Regions from separate parts of the Gossypium hirsutum genome. Here region 2 is linked to region 1. The links are chromatin contacts, called in public Hi-C maps. All regions are on one chromosome and are shown on one strand. The core of a region is the stretch at or near the end of the contact, and the rest is flanking DNA. Distances in the headings are between cores, read along the strand shown. Region 1 holds the start of LOC107899402 (BEL1-like homeodomain protein 1). Region 2 has its middle 39 kb from the start of LOC121216606.

The links. Hi-C and Micro-C count contacts between places; a contact is called where the count stands out from the background.
Region 2: a Hi-C map of leaf shows a contact between it and region 1, with 2.0 times the contacts expected there. The contact joins the enhancer-like site here to the promoter of LOC107899402 in region 1. A contact is called at or near these places in 3 of 34 Hi-C or Micro-C datasets (callus, leaf and petal).

The regions. Positions count from the first base shown.
Region 1 is chrD04:32,597,502-32,604,145 of Gossypium_hirsutum_v2.1, forward strand. LOC107899402 (BEL1-like homeodomain protein 1) reads right to left here and starts at 5,019. Exons shown (of 7, transcript XM_041091301.1): 1 at 4,857-5,019; 2 at 4,521-4,568; 3 at 4,120-4,218; 4 at 3,193-3,987; 5 at 2,514-2,896; 6 at 2,370-2,430; 7 at 1,228-2,288. The coding sequence starts at 3,933. The coding sequence ends at 1,512.
Region 2 is chrD04:32,849,679-32,856,235 of Gossypium_hirsutum_v2.1, forward strand. No RefSeq gene overlaps it. Among protein-coding and RNA genes, the nearest start is that of LOC121216606, 39 kb to the right of the region's middle. Within about 2 kb of position 5,258, at least 9 of the 9 cell types and tissues checked have an H3K27ac peak or open chromatin away from gene starts, as enhancers often do. A contact at or near this core is called in leaf, where this site is marked.

The DNA.
Region 1 (6,644 bases), core at 3,769-6,268:
ATAAATAAATAAAAATAAAAATAAAACTTTACAACTTGGGCCACTTTGACAATTTGGCCTGATTTTCAACTAAGTATGGATGGATTTCTTGATTGGGCTGGGAATTTGCTTATTGGGCCTCGCCTTCAAGAATTTGGGCTTTTGTGACTCGTATCATAGAGGGTGGCCATTGTGCACTTTGAACGGTTTTCTCTCGTATCGTTTAGGCTCTGATTCAGTAACCATGCTCATCAAGCTTTTTCTTTTTTGTTTCGTTGTATATATATCAGGCTACGGTCAGGATTACAAAGGGATGTGATCATTAAATGAAGAGACGTCCGGCCATGCTGCTCTTTGTATGGTTTGAAATTGAAATTTTAGTGTTTGTAGATCATGTAATGCTAGATCCCCTCTGTAATTGTTTAAAGCAGGTGATTAATCTCTTAGAAAATTAATCATGTCCTGGACTCATGGAACCAGATTATCACTTGTCCTTTTGCAGGAAAACTTCAATTTTAAATGCTAAATTCATTCCATTGCAGCCTTCCTTTGAATCTTGAGAAATGGAGGCCTCCAAAATTCAAAGTATCATTCCATTGGAGATTGTATTATGAAAATGATAGGTAATATAATGTGATTATGAGATAGAATATTTATATCTACATGATTTGCTGCTGGGTTTTGTACGTATATCTTTTAGTCATTTTCTAATACTAGTTAGAGTTGATCATTCCAATTATATACTCGGTCAACAAACAGTTTTGAAGATATTATATATTCAAGCAGAAAACAGAATGATTTTGAATCGATTTAATTAATGTTTAATCTTTGAAATTAGAGATACTACTCTAATTTCCCTTTATTTATTAAGGCATAATCTTGTTAGTCCAACAACTTGATGGACTATTGCTGCAATTTTTGTCTTATGCTTGGTTACTTTATTTACCCATTATCCTTTCTTTCCTTCTTTTTCTAAGGTTGTCTTTGAGAGGAGGTTCGCTTATCCATTATTTTGTAAAAGAAATCACAGTTATAGATGATAGAATTTGGATGCCACCTGTTAAGGATAATTTGTAGAGTTAATTTTAATCATTTGAAGTGTTGATCTTAGTTGAATTCTGCTTTTGATGAGCTGACATCAAAGCTTTGAGCACCTTCATCAAGAATGTTGATGGTAACACTTTTGCTCCAAATAATTCAGTATAATTTTCGTCGTCCATTTCATGAAATACTTGATTCACACCCAAATTGACTAAAATTTTAATGTCATTATTCCCAAAGAAACTAATTTGATGATATCGATCCATCTAAACCAATCCCCAAAACTTAGAAAATTAATATACAATCCTCTCAAATATATATGGTGAGATCCTGAAATGTTTGAAGGACTCAAATTGCGCTATGCAAAGTATAAAGCCTATACTAGGAGAAATTTCTTCTTTACACTATACCATGCATTTCCCTTGTTCCCTAATGGATAGAAATGAAAATAGTGAAAGATATATATGTTTGTCTGGTTCGAATCACGTTCTTCAGGCGACGAAGTCCGGTAATAATTGGGCTACAAACCTTTTTCTGTTATGAAGGTTGATGCTCTCATACGCAGCCGAAGAGTGAGGTGTGGGAAGGTTTATGGCACCAAACTCATTTGGTTCATCAATGTCTAGCCTTCTCCCCATTTGCATTGTTTGGTTTGGGATCAAATTCTGATGGGATCCAGATAAGGAAAGGTTTTCACAGTGCGGAAGACCGAGTGTGAGGGAAACACCATTACCAGGAAACCTTGGAGCGAACTGTTCTGCATCGAACCGTCCGATTTCTCCGATAGGATACTGCCCGAAACCTCCCATGAAATCGGTGTTGGTCCCCATGAATGAGTACCCATCTTTGCTGAACTTCATGGAAACCTCATTGCTTGCCTCACTTTGATTCATGTCCATGTTCATGGATGGGACACTAGTTGGGGACTGCAACAGTTCATTGCTCCTTGGTTTCTTTGGACTTCCTTGGGTGATCCCTTCTAATTCGGATGATCCAATGAGGGAGAAACGCGACTGCTGGTGTGCATTTCCTGCAAGGGGAGACGTTGAAGCAGTCGAAATGGACATTGATGAAACTTTCTGGTTCTCCCCAGGATTTTGGCAGCTTGGAGCTGTGGATTTGGATGCTGAATCTTCATGGTTTTCGGTCTTGCTTGTTTTGTCATCTGAAGTACCATTCTGTTCTTGCTCCTTGGTTTCCTCTAAATACATCTCTTCCACCATTGGCTTCCATAGCCGAACTCGGGCATTTATGAACCAGTTAGACACCTGAATTATCACCAAAACAAACAAAATCCCTGAATTACATGTGCCACAATCGGGACAAGAGTCGCCAGACAAGGCCCATACCTGACTCCTAGTGAGCCCTGTTTGTTTTGCAAGCATGTGTTTGTCTGAATCTTTAGGATACCTGAAATGGGGATTAAGAAATTCGGATTGAAACTTTAAGGATGTTTCAAATGCAGTATTGAGAAAATTTCAGAGATTACATACGGGTGAAGGAAGTGTTCGAAGAGCCAAGCTCGAAGAACAGAAACTGATCTTTCAGGCAATCCTCTCTGGGGTCTCCAAGCATTGTGCTGGATCATTCCCAACTGCTGAAGTGCTCTTTGCTGTCGAAGATGATGATCCACGAACTTAAGTCTGGATCCCTCGATTTTGGCTGCTTCGCCTACACCATCTTCTTCTTCCCCTAAACTCTTGTTGGCTGCTCGGATTTGGTCAGTTATTGCATCTTTCAAACACCGAAATTGCTTTGAAATGGTCTTTAATGCAAGAGCTGTGTATGTTTTTGCTGACCCAATTCCAGCTGCTTGCTCAAATGAGGATGTTACAATCTGCATCTGGTGATGGTATTGCCTATACCTTTGTTCCACCTGCCAAATAAAAAATAAAAAAGACAACCATTTGATATCAATATGTTGTGCCTAAACAATAAGCTTACGTTGGATGTCTAGAAGAAGTTTGGAATTCAAGAACCTGACTGACGTACTCCAATTGGTAAATTTCATGGATTTGAGGTCTAATAACAAACTAGAGCTTTCAATTAATTAAACAAAGAATCTTCAAGGATTGAAATCTAAAGAAAGACCTTAAAATAGTAGAGTTACAACTTATGAACTTGCTTCTATCCCAGTTTTTTCCATATATATATATGATCTAATTTCCATACCTCATCAAGCATGTTAATTAGCTTAGCTTTCTTCATCTGAATTTCCTGTTTCTCAGCCGTGGTCAGCTCTGCGACGTGTTTCTCACCTGCCTCCCCACCACCAGAGCCATCCCCGGCCACCACCGACGACTCTCCCATAGCCTTACTACTGCTATTGCTATGATTATTTCCACCACCACCCTTCTTAGCCAATAATTCACTCTTTGTAATCCCAGTAGTGTTAACATTAACAACCTCATCAAGAAGCTCTTGAGCAGCCTTCAAGTATTTAGAGCTCAAAAACACACTTTGCACACCCGACACCCTATCGTGCACGCCTGAACCCGAAGAAGCCGACCCGCCTGAAACTGCTTGAGCCTGGGATCCATAACCCGGCTGCTGCTGGGAAGAAAGGGTCAAAGAGAGTCCTTGTTGAGCGCGAGGAGTTTCACGCGCCGATCCGGAAGGGTCAATAGGGTTGTACATGTTGTAATGGACGCGCTGGACGAGGCCATGCAAGGGGGAGATATCGTGTGAGGTAGGGCCTTGATTGGCAGCTGAGGTAGCGGGGAGGGGGATGCCGACGAGTTGCTGAGTTTGGGGCGGAGAGAGGGAGTTAGGGTTGAAGAAAAGGAGGTTGCTGGCCGGGGGTGGTGGAGGGGTATCGGAATACTGAACATAGGCAGGGTTCATAAGTACAAGGGTTTGAAGGCCGTCAGTACTTGCTTGGATTTCAGGGTTCCCATGAAAGTACGTCGCCATCGTATGTTGTTTTCTTTGCTTAATTCTAATATTGTTTTCTACTTTTTCTCTTCACTGAAAAGATCAAAGAAACACCAAATTTATTATTATTATTATTATTATTATTATACTACTTTCATAATCACAAGCACTAGAAAAAGAAAAAAAATTCATCCATAACATCAATAAAGTCTAAACATGTTTTACCTTATTCTCCAGAATAAATCCCCAGACTTTAAATCAACCCATTCCAGAACTTTCTGGGAAAAATGGGGTATTGATGATCTTGGGATGATCAAGTGGATCCTGAGAATTCAGTGGAAAGGAAAGGAGTGATAATCCTCCACAATTAATATATGTATATAAGTAAATATGATTGGCTGGCTCGTCAAGGTTTGGGAACAAGTCTAGAGCTTGAAGACATGGGAATAATAGGAGGAGAAGATGAAGAAAAGGATGAGGGTGAGGGAAGGAAAAAAAGGGAGTATAGGGGAGAAAGTTTTAGTGTTTATATAAAGATAAGAGAGAGAAGGCTGAAATACAGAGATTGAAACAGAGAGAGAGAGAGGGAGAGAATTGATTATAGTAACAGTTAATAAGATTTGTACCTGGTGTGATGGTAATTTGAGTATACACGTGCTTCATCATCATCTTCACTGCAAAATAGAACTTTAAAAAATAATTAAAATTTTGACAAGTAAAAGCTAATATAGTTATAGCTAAAATACCATATAATTTAAATAAACAGAAAGAGATATGATGTATCTATCTGTGGAATTTATGATTTTTTTTTAATGATCTATCAGTAAGTTAGTCCTTTATTGTCAGACTCAATATCTCTGCAACTCCCCCCCCCAATTGAAACCGGAAAAAGTAAAAGTATCAGAGAGATTAATGGGTGACCTTCAATTACTCTTTAATGGGTTTTTAATTAGGTGAAGTACCTGCAAATACAACAAAACAAAGGGAACTTGTGTGATTTGACCCTCCCTTTTCATAAACTATACAAACCAACCACTCTTTTCTTTTTTCTTCTTCTGTGAAAGAAAAAAAAGGAGTGGAGATATGATATGTGTATATATCAAGCTGTTTTCATAAATAATAATTGACACAAGATTTGAAAAAATGTCTCCTTTCACACTGTAAGCTTAATTAAAATAAAAATAAAAAAGAAAATTATGGTAATCATAATAATAATACAAGAAAAAAGAAGAGAAGATGATGAGAGAGGGTAGAAGAGGGTCCTACTCCTCAATTCATACATTAAATATCTCTTTGTCTTTTTTCGTTTTTCACTTTATTTTTTTTTCTCTCTTTTTACATAATTTTGGGGCTAATATTTTTGTGGTTGGATGCCAGTGTTTGAAGATAAAGCAATTAAATTGCCAAGGAACACAGAACCAACCGCCATAACACCTACTTTAATGCTTCAAAAAATGAAATAAATACTAGTAGAGTACATGTATACACTTCATAATTTAATTTCTATTTTTTTCACAAATTTAATTTAATTTCTATCTTTTTTACAAATTTAAAGAATACCCATTGTTTATCTGCATGAGAATTTTGAATTTAATACATATATATATATGAAACCTACCAAAAAGTAAACTGTTTTGATCTGTGAAACAAAACAAAAAACAGTGGGGTCCTAATCAAATGCATGAATGTGTGAATTTGAATCAAGTGCTCCCTAACTGTGTAGGGCCAAATTGAGTTTCTCTCATACCATCCCTAACCCTTCACCAAAACTGTACTACAAAATTACATAAAACAAGAAATCTACTACTAAATTTACACTTTCTGACTTCAAACTTCTTTATTTCTCTCCCAAAATTTGAAATTTTTTAATATATTCCTAAAAACCAAATAAACTTAAAAAAAAATCAAGGTGACTGACAGACAGTAATTGGTATATATAATTAAAAGGAAAAGAATAGTTTGACCAGAGAAAAATGGTGAAGTGCAACAAGACATTGGATACTCATACATAAATTTAGCTTTTTAACATTTATTTTTTATGGGTTATTTTGATCTTTTATTTTTGAAATTTAGTTAAATTATTCGTTTTTTATTAAAAAAATTACTGAATTATTAAAATATTAATGGTATTGATGTGACAATTTATTTAAAATTTTATCTATAAAATGGATAAAATTTTAAAAAATTTACAAACTTTTTTAAATTTTGTTAATTTTTAAATATTTTTATTTTTTAAAATTTTTATGATTTATAAGATGGATTGACATATTAGTGGTCATATTAATACCATTAAAATTTTAACAGTTCAGTAATTTTTTTTTGTCCAAAAATAAATAAGTTAACTAAATTTTAAAAATTGAAGGTTAAAATGATAAAAGAAAAAAAAAGAATAATAGTTCGTATTTAAACTTTTATATTAATTATATAATATTGAATTAATTAACTCTTTGAACAAGAGAAGAGACATTGCAATCACCATCACGGTAACACATTCTCTGATCAAATTAAAGTCATCTTAATTATTAATAATAAGCTAGAGTTCCTAGGATTCTCGCCCCCAATGAAAAGCTTTTCACTTTTAATTGTCAGCTCAGGTAGTGAAAGATCATTAACTTTAACATTCACTGCCATAAAAAGTAAGCTCATCAATTGAAAACTCACCTGAAAGAGAACCCATATCTCTCATGTCGTCAGTCAACTATAAAACTACTTACCCTCAATTTTCTCATTGGCTTAAAAGAGTTGCAACT
Region 2 (6,557 bases), core at 4,008-6,507, 250 kb after region 1:
TTTTATGAATAAGTCCTATCTTTGGTCAGTAGGTTTTTAAGTAAAAGTTGGCAAATAATTAACAGAATTGGCCTGCTGGTCTGGTGGATAAGTGGAGTGTTAGTGTGAAGGAGGTCCTATGTTCAATTCTCTATGATGGCGTGGAGACAGTATTTTTGCTCCAATTTCGACTAAGACCTGTGTTGGGGCAAATTCTGAGTAGTTGTGTTTTAGTGGGTTAATAGGGAGTGATTTTAGGAGATAATGGGGGAGAGGTTATCAGAAAATAATCTTATTATCTTTTTGTTGCAGAAAAAAAAGTAGAGTTTCGGTTTTCTCTCCAATTACCCAAACTTTTTCTGACGTTTTCTTCTTCTTTTTTCCCTCCTCTGTCGATTCTTTCCTCTAGTTTCTGCAGAAATTTCCATTATTTTTTCCCTTCCTTTTTTTTATTTTCCAATTGATTTGGTTGTTCATTATTGGTTGCGTGTGCTCGAAGTTAATCAAGGGGCTGGTGGTTTTGAATCGACGTTGTGAGTGTGCGAAGTCGTGGTTACTCAAGCGAGGTTCTGGAGGCTTAGTAGTGCTTACGCATCAGAAACGATACCAAGTGTGTACCCGAAACAACAAAAATGGGATTTTCCAAAAACCTGAAATTTCTTCCTATCGAGAAATAAGAGAAATAAGTGAAAATTATGCAAAAAAATTTATATAAAGGAAATAAGGGTTTTATAAACTTGGAAGTCAACATTCTACACTAAAATAATTTTGGACAACAGCAGTAGTCTAAATTTGAAAAATCATCAAAAATAGTGGAAATTGAGTTAGAGGTTGAATAAAATACGAAATTAAAGTTTTTCATGGAAGAAATAGTATAAGCAATAAAATTGTAAGTTATGAGATATAATGAATTTTGTCAGACAAGGTCAGAATTGGTTTGGGTTCCCCTATTTTGACTTTAGAAAAATCATTGAAAATTGTAAAAAAATAATTAAGGGCTTAAATTTATATGTTTAAATCCTTAAGGAGTCTATTTTCATTAAAAACAAACAGAAACATCATCTAATTTTCATACTAAGAGATAAATAATTTTTAGTAAGGAAATGTTGAAGTTGTCAAACAGCAGAATCGGGATAGATTTGAAGATTTTACTGTACTTATTTGATAAACTATAAAATCTAAAAATTTTATGCTAGAAAGGTATTTAAGTCTAGTTTCGAAAACATCAAGCGTATCTTAATTTAGAATTTTATAGCTCAATATATAAATAATTTAGGGACAATGACTCAAGTAGACAGCTTTGAATGAACATATAAGTAAATAGTGAAAAAATAAGTTGACTATTATTAATAACATTCTTAAGAAGGTTGTAAATCCTTCAAGGAAATATTGGTGTTTCCAATTGGATAATGACGCTTTATGGGCATTGCAAACAGCATACAAAACTCCATTAGGGATGTCGCCGTATCAATTGGTTTTTGAGAAAGCATGTCACTTGCCAATTGAACTAGAACACAAAGCACTGTGGGCAATTAACCAAGTGAACATGGACTACCAAGCGGCTAGAAAGAAAAGACTGTTGGATATCATTGAACTAGAGGAGATTAGGAGAAATGCTTATGAAAGCGCTGTAATTTACAAGGAAAACCCCAAATGATGGCATGACAAGATTATTTTGCAGCGACAATTTATCGCGAGTCAATAGATTTTATTATTCAATTCTCGACTCAAATTGCACCTAGGCCAGTGCAGATAAATGAGCCAGTAAACTTTTTAAATAAAGTGAAAAAGGAACGATTTCACGACAACATGTTGAAGTGAAACTTTCATTTTGAATAGGGCATTTCCCTTTCGCCACAACAAGACTTGGGTAAACAAGTCTACAAGACCATTTCGAAGTTAAAATGAGAAACTTTTTGCACCCATCCTAGAAGCTACTTGCCTTCACTAGTACGTGAGTTTTATGCTAATCTCTATGATCATGAGTTAGAGTTCATTTTCATTCGGGAAGGTTTAATACCATGGGTCGCTGAAAAATCAATGAGCTATACAACACCAAGGTTGCTGTCGACGAACACTCTGAGTTCATTGATGACATCATAGATGAAAAATGAGACCTGTTGGTGAGAGACTTGTGTGTCGATGGAGCAATGTAGATAGGTTCCCGTCAAAAGAATTATACTATGCACTGCCGCTTCCTGACGCTACAAGGTAAAATTTGGTTTCATTTTGTCAACTGCAAGCTAAAGCCCTCTACTCACAGCACCACAGTCATCCTTGACAGAATGCGTCTGATACATTCTATCGTTAAAGGCACAAAAATTGATGTAGGCGGAATACTTCACCAAGAAATTGCTAACTACGCCGCAAGGCAGACTGGGATATTGGTTTTCCCATCATTGGTGATGTTATTGTGCCAGCAATGAGGAATCGTGCCCAGTGCTGGTGAGGAAGTCCTGGAAAATAAGGGACCAATTAATGAAGCCTCTGTAGAAAGAATGACTCGTGGTAAGGACACGCCGATATTGAAAAAGGCAAAAACCAGCAAGATAAGAAAGGGCAACGCCAAAGCTGACAACAAATGAACAAATCTAAATGCAGAGACATCATTATGGCGCAAACTAAAAGATGTCGAAAAAATGGTTAATTTCATCAACAACAGGTAGATCAGGCTTGTCGCTACAGTAGAAAATGTAGAGAAATCCCAGAATTTGTTTTACACTTATACTAGAGCCTGGAACAGTTCTATTGTAGCCATATTAGGCCAATTGAGCCCATCCCCACAACTGAAATTCCCAGTGTTTCCACCAATCATTCAAAATTATGACATCTCTTCCTTGGATGACGACTTAGAAGACCGAGATAGATCGGTGGCATCCCCACCCATTGTGTAGGCCTCTGATAATGAGAAATAAGAGGAATCTAGGGACATTGAAGAAAGCCTGCAAAAGATTGATAGCTTGTTTGAGGGTGGTATTTTTTTTATCAAGAAAACACTATTGTTGAGAAGGAAGTTGCTGCTGCAGAAGAGGAAGTTGTTGTTGAAGAAGAAGTTGCTAAAAATGAGAAAGAAAAAGAAGAAGAAGATTCTGTTGAGAAGATTGTCACCATATCTGAGTCAGTGGGTGCAAATATTGATAATTTGGAGAGAGCTGGAATGAGATCGGCGAGAGTTGCTGAGGTAACCAGTGAGGAGCAATACAATACATTGGCAATAATGGTCTACACTGGACCACTCCAAGTGGCCTCTCCTACACAGGAAGCAATCGATGATGCCGAGGTAGAGCCGAAAACTGAGGAGCGGTCCGAAGATCGTGCAAAGCCCAAAGAAAAGAAAAGGAAGTGCTTCAAGGATAAAAAAACAAAAGAAGAAAATGAGAAGAAAGAAACATCGTACAGCCACATCGACTATTGCAGATAACTGAGTTAGTTTATTTTAAGCTTTAGTTGTAGTATTCATGCATTGCATGTAGTTGTAAGTTTTATTTTGATAAGTATACATTGTCATTGCATTTTTTTTGTTGTCATTACATTTTCATGTCAGTGCGTTGAGGATAATGCAAACTTTAAGTTTGGGAGAATGAACTTGGGGCTTGGAAATGCACCCTCATTTCAAAATATTTTTTTTGAAAATGAAGCATGCATGGTTTAATTATAGTTAATGAAAATTGTTCAAAAATTTTTGTTACATTCGATGCTTAATTCTTGAATCATGTGAATTATCAATGAATGAGTTGGATAAATTTGACAGAAGGTTGTAGCTTCAATTCTTTCATGAATGGATTAGGTTGCATTAGTAGTGGATGACTGCTATCATTCCTTAAATCTTGAATGAATCTGCTTTTTACAGCTGCTTATATATTTATATATAGTTATAAATTAGACACACTCCAAAGTGGGTGCAGTATAGAATGTTAAAAAAGGAACACTCCAATACAAGCATTAGAAAATCAATTTGGCCAAAGACTATCACTACATGAGTGTGTGTCGGCACAATTACATACTCCATGAGTGTTTGTTACAACCCATCATTACTTCACAGTAATAATGGTACAGTAATGCAACGATATCCCTTATTACAAAAAAATGTATATATATAATATATAAATACTTAGTATTGTACAATAAATGCTGTAATGGTAGATAGAACTTAGCTTGAAGCATGATGCTAGCATTGATGAAGTTGCAACCTTATTCATTCATGCTTATGAATTGTTAGTGCAATATTCTTTCATTTGAATGTGATTCATACATTGGGAATTTAGAGGGTTCAAGTTACTAGAATGATCATTTGCCTTAGTAAAATTTTTGTAGTCTTGGTAGTTTCTGTTTTACTGGAGGACAAGTAAAAACTCAAGTTTGGGGTTGTGATAGCACTAGAAAGAACATAGGTTTCCCCCCTTACTTATTGGTTAAATTATACCCATTTAATTATCTTTAGCATACATTTTAGCATTTTATAACTCAATGAATCCTAGCCTATTTTATCCTTAATTTTTCTATCTTTTTGCATTAATGTCGTTGCAGAAGTGAATTTCAGATTGCGTCCAAAATTGTCGCTGCACTTGATAGCTTTCCGGATAAAAACTAAAATTGCGTGAGCTGTCCAGTCTGGTATAACCAACCTATACGTAAGATGATAGAATAATTTTGAGAAAAGAACACCTATACTGTTGGAGGAGGACATAAAAGGTGGACATGAGAAGAAAAGCTAGCCGATTGATCCATAGAGCATAAATGACTGCATTAATTCTCGTGAAGTTCTCTCCGTTCAAGGTTGGGATACGAGCACTACGTCGAGGCAGTATGATTGTTGTATTGATTGGCTTGAAGATATGATGAGAGTCCTTGACAAGAAAGCAATGGCCAATCTTATGACAATCTTATGGAACTCCTGGAGCAATAGAAACAACTTCATCTTCAGGGGCAAAGAAGAGGAAGCTACGGTCATTTGGGAGAGGGCTAGCACTCTGAACAAAGATTTCCGCATTTGCAATCTGCTTAAGGAACCGCTGCTCTCACCTAATATTGCGCTTAAGAAATGGGAAAAACCTCCTAAGGGATTTGTAAAAATCAATTTCGACACTACTGTAGGGGTTAACAGAATTGGGGTAAGGGGCGATTGTAAGGGACGACTGTTTCGTTTTCGGTGGTGGGGGGGTTTTATTGAAACAAGGGTGTCGGTACATGAAGCTGAATGCATGGCGTTTGAAAAAAGTATACAGCTGGCGGGTCAACTGAACATTAAAGGGAATGTGATATTTGAAACAGATCACGCGAGCCTTGTCAACAAATTAAGAAATAATGGTATGGATGTCACCATCATCAGCGCGCGCATCAAAGAATGTATAGCTGCTTTCAACAATTTTAAATCAACCAAATTAATTTGGTCAAACCGGTCTTGTAATAATGTAGCAAACTTAATTTGTAACGTGTAGGGAAGCTAAAATGTGGTTTTTCGAAATGGATTATCTTAAGTAAATTCATAATACTGTAATTAGTGATGTTACTTAATAAAACGAGTTAACCCTTGTGATCATTTTATGTTCAAAAAAAAACATTACAAATACTAAATTATCATTCATTTAACAATATCGAACTGTTATAAGCACAAAACTAAATAATAAACTGCAATAATTATCTTGAATTAACTCAATAAAAAAAACTTAAAATAATTTAAATAATAAGCGACATGAACTTCTCTTTTCCTTTTCAATTTTGCTAAAAGCTTTTATAAGAATGTTATTTTGAAGTTTAAAGAACCTAATTTCTACCGGCTAAATTATTGTTTTTGAAATGCTAAATAAATAAATAAAAACTTTCCTAAAACATAATTAAATACAAAAAACCTAAATTAACCAATGCTTATAGACAATTTAAAACAAATCTTTCAAACTTTAGCACCAATTTTTTTTCAAAACACTGCGGGCGGTGCTTAATTCCACATGATTCATGCTCGTTTGCCCCAATAATTAAATTAAAAGCATGCATGGACCACAATGCAACAAAAATGGTTCTACCCAATCTCTTCACCCACTGATAAAGGAAAAGATGTGCATATTTATTTATTTATTTATTTATATTTGCCCCCCCCCCCAATTAATAAAACCCAACAAAAGTTGTTGAGGACTTGGTGGTTTTGCTATTAAATCATGTCTTAAACTTGTTTAGATTATATCGAAAGTAAACAACTCTCTATCACAATTAATATATAAATAACCCCTATCTCTCATTTGCATTAATAGCTTTAAAATTATTGATCAAGTTTTCCTTTTTTAAATATTAAAAAATAAAAATTATTTCATCTATCATCACTAGTTTATTTTAAATTCTACAAACTAAATTAAAATTAAACAAATATTGTTAATAATAGCATTTGTTCAATTATTTTAGTATTTTTATATTTGTTTTGCAGTTTATGTTCAAGGCTGATGATGTTCCTTCTAAAAATATCATCTCTAAAATTTTAATTTATGTCTCTCCTTAAAAATACAATGCGTCTTATTACACCACACTTATTGATCATTTGTACAAATGTTATTTTAATTTAAATCTCATTATAGAATTTTATTTCAATT